2 separate regions of the Cydia pomonella genome follow, and region 2 is linked to region 1. The links are chromatin contacts, called in public Hi-C maps. All regions are on one chromosome and are shown on one strand. Each heading gives the region's core, a stretch centred on a gene start, on an enhancer-like site or on the middle of the called end of the contact. The rest is flanking DNA. Distances are from core to core; before and after follow the strand shown. Region 1 holds the start of LOC133519109 (DNA-directed RNA polymerases I, II, and III subunit RPABC4). Region 2 holds the start of LOC133519114 (protein piccolo-like).

Evidence for each region. Hi-C and Micro-C count contacts between places; a contact is called where the count stands out from the background.
Region 2: a contact with region 1 is called in a Hi-C map of whole body, with 9 times the contacts expected there. The contact joins the promoter of LOC133519114 here to the promoter of LOC133519109 in region 1. A contact is called at or near these places in 2 of 2 Hi-C or Micro-C datasets (both in whole body).

What each region holds. Positions count from the first base shown.
Region 1 is chr6:16,403,908-16,409,158 of ilCydPomo1, forward strand. LOC133519109 (DNA-directed RNA polymerases I, II, and III subunit RPABC4) reads left to right here and starts at 3,289. Exons shown (of 3, transcript XM_061853034.1): 1 at 3,289-3,489; 2 at 3,582-3,674. The coding sequence starts at 3,426.
Region 2 is chr6:16,535,734-16,540,984 of ilCydPomo1, forward strand. It overlaps LOC133519114 (protein piccolo-like), which reads left to right and starts at 2,906. Exons shown (of 18, transcript XM_061853047.1): 1 at 2,906-2,963; 2 at 3,050-3,388; 3 at 3,950-4,111; 4 at 4,575-5,251. The coding sequence starts at 3,256. It overlaps LOC133519116 (eukaryotic translation initiation factor 3 subunit E), which reads right to left and starts at 2,725. Exons shown (of 9, transcript XM_061853050.1): 1 at 2,527-2,725; 2 at 2,015-2,131; 3 at 1,508-1,675; 4 at 476-598. The coding sequence starts at 2,622.

The DNA.
Region 1 (5,251 bases), core at 2,039-4,538:
AAATCTTATCGCTAAGCAAGAAAGGTGTTCTTACCAGACTAGAGATAACGGTCCACTTAGCAAAGATGGGTCGCGGTGTCTCACTCGCACATGTTGCCAATGTTAAAAACATACCATTGTGGTAGTATTTATATGAATATACTACTGAAATTAAATACTTTCTTATACTATTTTAGTGCTATATTCAGAGTGCGGATCTCAAATCTTTTAAGTAATTTGTAAATAATTATGATGTCAATACTATTAACTGATTAAACCAAGCATGTGCACAACAAAAATAAACATTAATTTTAATATGGTAGACATTGTAAGAACTTTGAATATTAATTGGTAACCCCAACTTGATAACATATTTTCAAAACACATACGTGAATGGTGGGGCTCAGATATTTATATTGATAAAAAATGTTGTGTGAAAGGTTGTAGAAGTGAAAGTTTTGCTGATTGTGGTATCTATTTTCACAGGTGAACCAAAATTACTGAATTTTACTATAATTGCCAAACTTATTACTGACCATGATGTCGGCACGATGTGAATCAGTTATACACAATTCTTATTACTTACTTAAGTAAGTTTACCTAATTAGGTATATCTTTATTTCGGCATGATTAAATTGGTGGAAAAATAGCTATTACAGAATAATTAATTGCCAAAATTGAAATCCAAAGTCCTTAAACATTCCAGACTTACGTTTATACATTATATATTTTAATACTGAAACGGTTTTTCTAACTATTTATATACAGGGTGACTTAATTAAAAAGATAAAACTTATTTAACCGTTATGACAGCACTTTGATTATGAAGAAAATAAAATGTCACACTTGAGTGAGATACGATTCTTCAAAAGTAACCAGACTCCGATGATGACATTCGACTCGGCTAACGGCCGTAATTTATTAATTTTCAAACACATGTCCGGCATGTAACGCCTTCAGTATTTTAATTAGAAAAAATAAATCTCATCCACATGGAATCCAGTTAATAGTATGTGTAAGCGAGAACGAATATCGACAGTTGAAAAATCGGATATCTTTCGTGTTGTGTGTCGATAGAGTAACATCCCTAGTGAACAAAATGTTTAAGTCAATAAACAAGACCAAGTGCCGGTAGTTCGAAAACTCGCGCGGCTAGAAGATGTTGATGTCAACTTTAGCCAGTCTTCTCCGAGACCACGTCCTCGAAACGTCGGAGGTAAATTTAAAACTTAATACGCGATTAAGTCCCGTTTATATCAGTTAATAATTTATATATAGGAGTTAAGAGTGACAGAGAAAGATGCTCGCAATTTGCGAATTTCGGCGTTCGTGGTAGGCCCGACCCTAACAAGCTCTATAATACTATAGTAAGAAAAAGATAATATGTTTCTCTCTAATGTCTATTACGCTCCAGTGACAAGCGCCCTGGGGGCCTACCGCGAAAACCGAAATTCCGAAATTGCGGGGATCTTTCTCTTTTACTCTCACTAAGACGTAATTAGAGTGACAGAGAAATATGCCCGCAATAGGGTTGTTTCCAATTTTTTGAAACGCTCGTATTACGTTCTATATTAACTAAAAGTTGCCCTAAAATTGAACTTATGTACTAAAAACGGCTTTAAATATGATAAATTAATAAAATATATTATGACAGATGCTTTCGCGCCCAAAACGCTCTTTGAAAATTGTGTGACGTCACAGTTTATGGTTTGACACATAACTACATACGCACGTGGAAGATACGAACTGTCAACTGACATTTGTCATTTGTTGTTTATCGCCTAACTGTCAACAGTGTCAATCCGAGAGTTGTGACGTCATCAGAATCTTCAATGACGTTTCGAGTTTGGTCACGTGACGTGTGCCAAAAGATATTTTAAATTCAATATTTACAAAAATATGGTCATTACAGGTCCCCTAAAAGTAGTTTAACATGTTCTTATAATCCAAAAGAATTTATTGGGATACAATTCTGCCCTAAGATTTGTAGATGGAAACAACCCTATTGACGAACTTCGATTTTCGCGGTTATAGCCTTGTTTAAAAACTATAATAAACGGGCGCGACCCTGGTCCTGTCAGCATATCTGTCTCTCTCTCTTTCTCCCTCTTACTCATACCTGAGTTCATGACAGAAGTTACGGCAGACCACCTTCCTCACGGTCGATCATGGTGGCGGTCCGGTACGCCTATCAGTAACAGTACAGTAGGAGGACTAAATTAAGTAAGGTTTTGTGAAGCGTTTTACAGAAGAGAAAAAACTATATCCTTCCTTTTTTTGAGGCATAATACTTGCACAGCAAAAAGACAGTAAAATTCTCTCTAACTATGCACGAATACGAAAAGATCCTGACCAAACTATATATTCCACGTTATCCTAATATCTCAGATACATATAACTCATGGTCACCCTAATTTGAAAGAGATACTACGACCCACTTTGACTTCTCATGTGAACACACTTTTTTGGCCAATGTACCCTATCCGGATTATTTTCTAAGTCCGTGCGAAGAGTAGGCTGATCGGTCGGTGATAAAGACAAAGCATTGCACTATTTTCTCTATCCTCTTATAGGAATCGCAATAAGACTATCTTTCTCTATCAAAGAGTGTCAGGCCCTTGCTGATTGCTGACAGCGTAGTGATTATATGCTCTTTGGCTGACAGAGCTGATGGCCGTGTTGCCAGTGCTCCGAATAAATTGTATAGTCCAGACAGGATGATTAACATGACCGATTTTAGATTTATGGTAATATTTGAGCGCTATAAATTAAAAAATGCCCCCAAACGCGATTACTTGCGACACATATTGGTATTCTTGCGTCCGTACCTCCATTTTATCGGCAATATCGGTCATAATCGGCGGCGTTTGCGTCCACACCACCTGATTTGATCAGACAATTTAATTGAGATTAAACACACAGACAGTTAAATTTTAACCAGATTGGCGAAAAATTATTCTCGTCTGGACGAGCCTTAACGCATTGCTACTGCTTCTGGGGGCCTACCGCGAAAACCGAAAACCTTCTTGTTATGTATATATAGTTGGTCAAACCAATTTGTCAGTAAATAAGAACAAAAAAAACTATACTCATCCTTTTCTTTTGGATGCTAGTACTAGTGTAAGACAAAGATAGTATGACTCCCTCTGTCTATGTTTGAAATGAGATAGCCCTTTGACAAACTATACGTGTTGGATGTTTTGTGTCGATAAACGTCTCCAAGACTTTTTAGATCGTGTGGTACTTTCTAATATATTATTTCACCTAGCAATAATTTTCTGTATAATGATGATAATGACAATCGAATTGACACTTGACATTTTCTTTTTTGCCTGTCTCGTATGAGGCATGTGCTTAGATTAGAATAACGATTAGATATTGTCCGATACTACTTACTGTTGTGAGTTAATTTAATTCAATCTCATTGTTGTTAATTACGAATCATAATGGCAGACACATCTAACAAAGAACAGTCTGTTACCAAAGTTCCAATGATATATGTTTGTGGAGGTAAAGTTTTGTAAACATTTTAACTCTAATAAATGTAATAATAATTAGTGTACAAAGATTCGTTAATTCGTGTTTTTGTTTTTTGTTTTCAGAATGCCATAGAGAGAATGAAATTAAACCAAGGGATCCTATCAGATGTCGAGAATGCGGATATCGAATTATGTATAAGAAGAGGACCAAAAGATGTATCCTTTTTCTAAAATCTTCGTTTAAGTACTGAAACACTAACTTCATACGCGTTGAGGTTTAGGTTTTAAAAGGGTGTATTTCTATTTTGTCATGGCCAGGCACAGATGGAATAGTTGCATTCACATGAATCATTGCGGCGGTCACATGGGGTGGGGACAAATGGGAATACACCTTTAAAAGTCATAATTTTTAGTTTTCACATTATGTGGAATTACGAAATATAATAGTTTCAGAGAATAGAAAAACTATATTTTACCCTTGATAAATTGAATATTCAGACACAACTCCGTGCCAACACCCATGAGACTATCTTTTAGACAAGTTTTAATCATGACCAATTTTCTGTACACTTTCCTTTTTAAATACTAACAAACCTTGTTGTTTCACTTAAAACAATAGCAAAATATATAATTACCCTCTAGTGTAAGGCCTGAGTGTACACTCGAAGCTGAATGTTCGGTGGGATGTGCAGGGTGGCATCGGGCTCAGAAGTGATTGTGTGTAGTGTGCACTAAGACTGCTCCTAAATGTTTGCATTTTGTTTAACATGCACTCCTGCATGCACTGCCCCACTGCACGAACTTGAGCGTCCACTCGGCCCTTACACTTATCCATTAACAAAAACTCTCACAGTACTGGTTTGTATTTGTGAATTTTAAAGAGACCTAAACTTAGCCATATTTATTTGCAGTCTTAACTCTTTGATCGTCATAGTAGGCCATATCCTCTATACTGATTGTTGTAAAGTTTACTATTGCATGTTATATAAAATTGTCTTTTCGACGAAAACATACAAAAGCACCATTTAGGTAAATCTTATGTCAAAGGAAAATTTCGAGATTTTTTAATACACTGCTTGAATTTGTTCACAGTTCAATAAGGTCACTGAAAGTAACACATTAATATTGTATCTAATTTTTTTACTTAGTAAAAGCTTAACAGGTAAAAGAGGATCTTGTATCAGCTACGAGAGAACACCATTCTTTCCTGTTGTGCTTAATCAGCTTGCAATAGTTACTACATTTGGTGCTTGCTTGACCTTACTAGTAATGCATTTAAATTATAGTCAGGTTGGTTGGATGTGTCATTTGTTCTATTGACAATCTAAATCAAAACAGGGTCATAAAATTGATACCCTTATTTTTCCATTGACACTATTGGCTGGCCTTACTATAGTATAGTCCAGGGATCACCAATTAGTTTCTTCAAAGTACTGGTTTTTAAAATAAAGTTGACCGTTGTGGTCTGTTTCTACTTGAATTTATTAAATAAGCAAAAAAAAATAGGTAATTGGTCCGGATTCGGACCATGGTCCAGCATTTGGTGATCCCTGGTATAGTCTACTGAAGCTATATTTCAATAGGCAGATATATATGTTTCTTTATAATTTGAAACATAAGAGAAAATTACTGTTTGGGGAACTTAAACTTAATTGCATGCTTTTCCGCATTATTATTTTTCACAAACAGCTATTGCTATGGTGCTAAGACTGATGTGTGGTTACAATTTACTGGTGTGCAACTTATTAGTTGTGGTAAGTTTGTTCCTTATTTTTTTTTATTTTATTGTAAAT
Region 2 (5,251 bases), core at 1,656-4,155, 130 kb after region 1:
ACTGTAGTGTATTGAAATAGGACGGTACTTCTACAAAACCAGTCTGGATTTGTCAGGTAGGCATTCCCATGTGCTCTCCCGAATTTCGGCGATTATATCGCAATATAATAGGTACACTGAGGTACACAGAAGGTACAATGCTTTTATAAATATTACGTTGAAATTCGCTGAGGTCCACCCGCCATCCTTACGCTGACTACATTTAGTTACAAATTTTATTATCTATTACAGCTACCTCTCCCCATGCACCATCTCGACGGCTTCCCCTGCCCCATTTTGGCGGCTCCCTTGCCCCATCTTGACGGCGCCCTTGTTAGCAATTTAGCATAGCACAATGATGGTGAATAGGCGGGTCCACACAGCGAGCATACGCGCGAGGCAAGTTCCTCGCTCTGTGTGGACCCGCCTACTGATGCAGAAGACAATACAGATCTAATAATTTTTAAAATTAAGTCTTAGACTTCTGATTTCTTACTTTATCAGTTGGCGACATGACTAGCTGGCAGAAGTACAAGTAAGAAGCGGACTCCACATAGTTACCACACTCATAGCGGTACTTGGCAAGCTGGTACATGCTGTCAATCATCTGAATTTTGAACTGGAAAAGAGATATTTCAATATTATTACAGTCATTATCAAAAAGAGACTATCCTGAGTTAACAATTGGAAGTTTCACATATAATTTTAATATTATTATCCCTTAGTGTGGCAAGATGCTGGAAAACCATTAATTAAGTAAATTAAATTTGAAATGCATGTAACTCCTCCGGAGTTGTAGGTGTCCATAGGCTATGGAGACTGCTTACCATCAGGCAGGCTGTATGCTTGTTTGCCATCAACATAGTATTTAAAAAAACTCTAATTCAAAGAGAGTTATTTTTTCAACAACTTAATAATAATGTATGCTACATGAAGTAGTATAGCTGTATTAGTAGGATAACTGTATCCTTTCTAAGAAACTATGAATATAAAGGCAACATTAGAACTTTTTAAATTAAAATATGTTTCCTTGGAGGATAGCATTAATCTTTTAAAGGGCAACAGTCTCCAAAAAGACCACTTATTACACCATCTTTTATATTTTTATCTTGTTCAGCAGTGGCAGCATGGTTCCATTTTTGTCACTTGTCACTTTCACACTTACATTCTTGTTAGAATGTGACAGGCATGGTGACAAATGACAAAGAGCCGATCATCTTAGCCATACAGAATTTTCAGGACTATAGACTGGCAATGAGGCTTGAATTGAGGATGTTTTCAGTCTTGCTCATTAAAGGGTAAATAACTATATATTTTTGCACAACATGCTACTAGTCCTTGGTGGTTTATGAAATCTGTATGAGGGGGCTGTGGTATATTGTATAGCTTATTAAAAAATATACATATATGCCAACAACAAATATGGACTGAGCCACGGTTTTTTGTTTACTTTTCTAAAACGGGATGCATCACGGAAAAAGTTTAAAAATCTATTGATACATTAAAAACAAAAGTAAAGATAACAAACCTCAAACTCCTTATTGGTAGTTAGATAGTTTATAAGAGTTTTGGGGTCCCGCATGGTTTCCACTGTCTTCATGACATCATCTCTCTGCATCAATCTCAGAACTGGCTCCACTGCATCTTGCAACTCTTGAAGTTGTGACAGTACTACACCTCTGCGGGACTTTATCTCCTATAAGGAAAATAAAACATAAAATACATGTGCTCTGTTTATTTCAAAAGAGCAGTCACTAAATGTGTTCTGCAAACATCTTAAAAATTTTGCTAAATAACTTAGAGCAAAAAAATGATTGGTTAAGCAAAAAGATGCATTTTTTAATGAGATTGTAACCCTTAAATTGGCACAACTTCTGTTTCGGAAAAAAAAATGCAAAAAGATGTAAGTAAGATGGTAATGATAAAGCTTATGTGCCTCTTATATCCCTGCCAATAGTAGGCTCTGTAAGGGGTCTGTTAGAAAAAAGTTTTATCAAGCTGATATAACAAGATATAGTTTAGTGATTATTTTTACCTCTGGTGTTTCCTCATCTGGATAAAGCATTCTCCTGATGTCTATAACATAATCAATCATATTAGTTTTGCTCAGGATCTCCAATTTAGCTTGCAGCAGCTCTGATTGATCATAAGTCTGGAATAAATATTATAATGTATGTGTTACCAAATTACAATTTATTAGCAAATACAAGTAATTTTCAGGATTATGTATTGTTTTGTCATTACAATAAGGCTAAATTTGTACATTTACAATAAGGCTAAATTTGAACATTTCTCATATACTTATTCACTACACATTCATAGGAAATGTATAAAATTCATAAGATACAAAGGCAATATTATGGGATTTCTTCCAGTAAATTGTATTTAATCTCATTGTTGTTGTAATGAATGACCAGCCCACTGGCCTGTATGTTCTGCTGTGGGAGTTAAGAATACATGTTATTACATGTATAACTGTATCATTTTACATAATAATTTTTTGAGGAAATCTTCGAATCGAAAGCTGTTTTGGTGACGACTACCAACCTCTTTAGCAGCCAGGAATTCCAGTAAGGGAAACACAAGGTGACGGTCTAAATATTGACCTATCTTGAAAGTCAAATCAAACTTTGAATAACTCATGATGAACTCTTTGACTCAGTTTTAAGCCTTCACTTCTTATAAAAGTAAATCCAACAACACTTCTTTTAGCCCGTAGAAGTTAAGAGGCCTTGAATAACCTCAAAATTTCTTGGCTGACGAAGGAAAAGTTGCGTTCAAAGAGTAAAGTAAGCATATAGTTGCGTTCATAAAATTAAAGTGTGTAATAAAGTATTGCCAGCCGAAAATATTGAAATTTACTGATAAGATCACAAGATATATGCTGAGAGTGTAAGCTAGTCTTAACCATAGACAAAGATCGATAAATGTTTTTGATTTGTAATCTGACACATGCCAAAAAAAATAAGGCGACTACTAGCGAGGTTATAATTTAATTTGTTTTTCTTATTTCATACGTAATGACAGTACCTATAGGGTTCTAAAATTTCTAATTTCTTCAAATTTTCAGCTGTATTAAATTTTCATGCATCGTGAGGACAATTAAACGTGCAAAAGCTCTGTGATCCGCGACCCCTGCTGTGGATTGGATTCAAAATGGCGTCAAGCGCGTTGCTTGCTAGAATGCGTCATTTATAGAAGCGGTGCATGTGTATTTCTACAATGGTTTAAAAATAGAGGACTTGCATAAGGCAGTTGCATGGATTACAATGAAAAATGTCGAATACAGTGATAACGAACTATACGGACCTAAATGGGCCTTCCACGAAGGCCGATAGTTCTGTTGTTGTTATTGTAAACAAGGATGGATCGCTTTCTGTGGATCAAAACTTACTTGGAACTTTGATGGGTATGTGTTTAATAATTTCAGCATTTAATTACTTTATTTTTGTACATTATCCGTATAAAAAAGTCTTTTCATTGGCACGCTATGCTAACAAACAGTACTACACCCAAGCGACGCTCTCTGTGACGCCTCTCATTTACCTGACGAATTTTTAAAACATTAAGGTTTTACTCAATATTTGTGAGCATATCTATTTTACTTTATCTGGTTTTAAGGTTTTACGGCTATAAAAATCGATTTCTTATCGGAATTCCCCAAATAATCGCTCTTCAATTACTGTGCTGAATTATAAATAATTTAACGAGTAAATCTGTTTTTTATAAGAAATGACTGTTATTAGGTTTGCGTCTTGTCTCTTGCTTTTTTTATTTATACCACTACAATTTTACATTGTTAACAGTCAAAATGTATACTTAATTTACTCTACGCAATTTTGGCGCCATTATTTTTACCACATTTGTTATTATTTATAAGAATTATTTTATTTTATTTATTAGTAATGGTAATGCATGCAATTTTACTCACTTTTAAGACATTTCAATTTCATTCTATGTTTATTTTAAGGAACGGATGGATCACAAGCTGCTGGAATAAGTGTAGTTCGAGTCGGACATGAAGGCAAACCTGATGATGCCACTGACTCTGAGGGAGAGGATGACAAAATACCACATGTAACACTTTCAGTTGACAGTTATTATGACGAGCCTAATAGCATCATAAAGTATGGTACGTACATAATAAATTCATAAATGTATGCCTTATTGAGCTCTTCTGAGAGTGTAGGTTAAAAATGTTAAAATGTATAGAGCAAATGGAGGTCCTCTAAGCTTATTATGACGAGCCTAATAGCATCATAAAGTATGGTACGTACATAATAAATTCATAAATGTATGCCTTATTGAGCTCTTCTGAGAGTGTAGGTTAAAAATGTTAAAATGTATAGAGCAAATGGAGGTCCTCTAAGCTTCTTTGTATACATTATTATTCCCTGTTACATATCCTAATTTGAGCACGGTTTCACAGCCATATTGGGACAATGACAACATATTTTTCACTGTTAAAATCTAAAGAAAATTGTGTTTTTATACATACATATCTCCGTATGTCCCATTTGCTCACCATATTTTGATGTACCCATACTTGTTTTTTATTTATTTACTGCACTAATTTAAATATTTACTATTTACAGATAGTGGAGCTGAAATGTTGCAATCATTGAGAATTGAAACAAGAGAAAATAGTCTGATTGGGTTTCAAAATGATCATTGTTACACACCTCTTACATCTCCAAGTCAGTCTCTTCCACAGAGAACTGACAGCTTTGCTGGCTATGATGATCCCGTTATTGAGATCACACACACTCCGCCTCCAAAACCAGTCCCAAGTGCAAAGAAAATCACAATATTGGAACAGCAAATCATACCCAAAGGCAGAAAAATTGCTATAAATCCCCAGGAAGGTATTATCTTGAAGGGAAATGATGTATTAACAAAACCATTGCCAGTCTTGACTAAATCTAAATATGCCATTGAACCAGAAAAGACTACAGCAAGTCAACCAAAAAGTGAGGAAGAAAATGAGTCATCATCTGCAAGCTCTTCTGCTGATGCAATTTCTGACAGAGACTCTGATTCAGACTATAAAGATACAAAAGATAGGTCAGGACCTCCCAAGTTACGTAAAACAAAATTAAAACCTCGAATTCTAAAGAGCGCCCAAGCCGCTAAAGCCAAAGTTAGCCCTAAAGTGGCTGCCAGATTGAAGTCTAACAAAAGTCTTATCAAACGAGAAGTTAAAGAAAAAATCATTAGTAAAAATGTACCAGAAAAGAAGCAAATTTCTTCAGATAATGTATTACACAAAGAG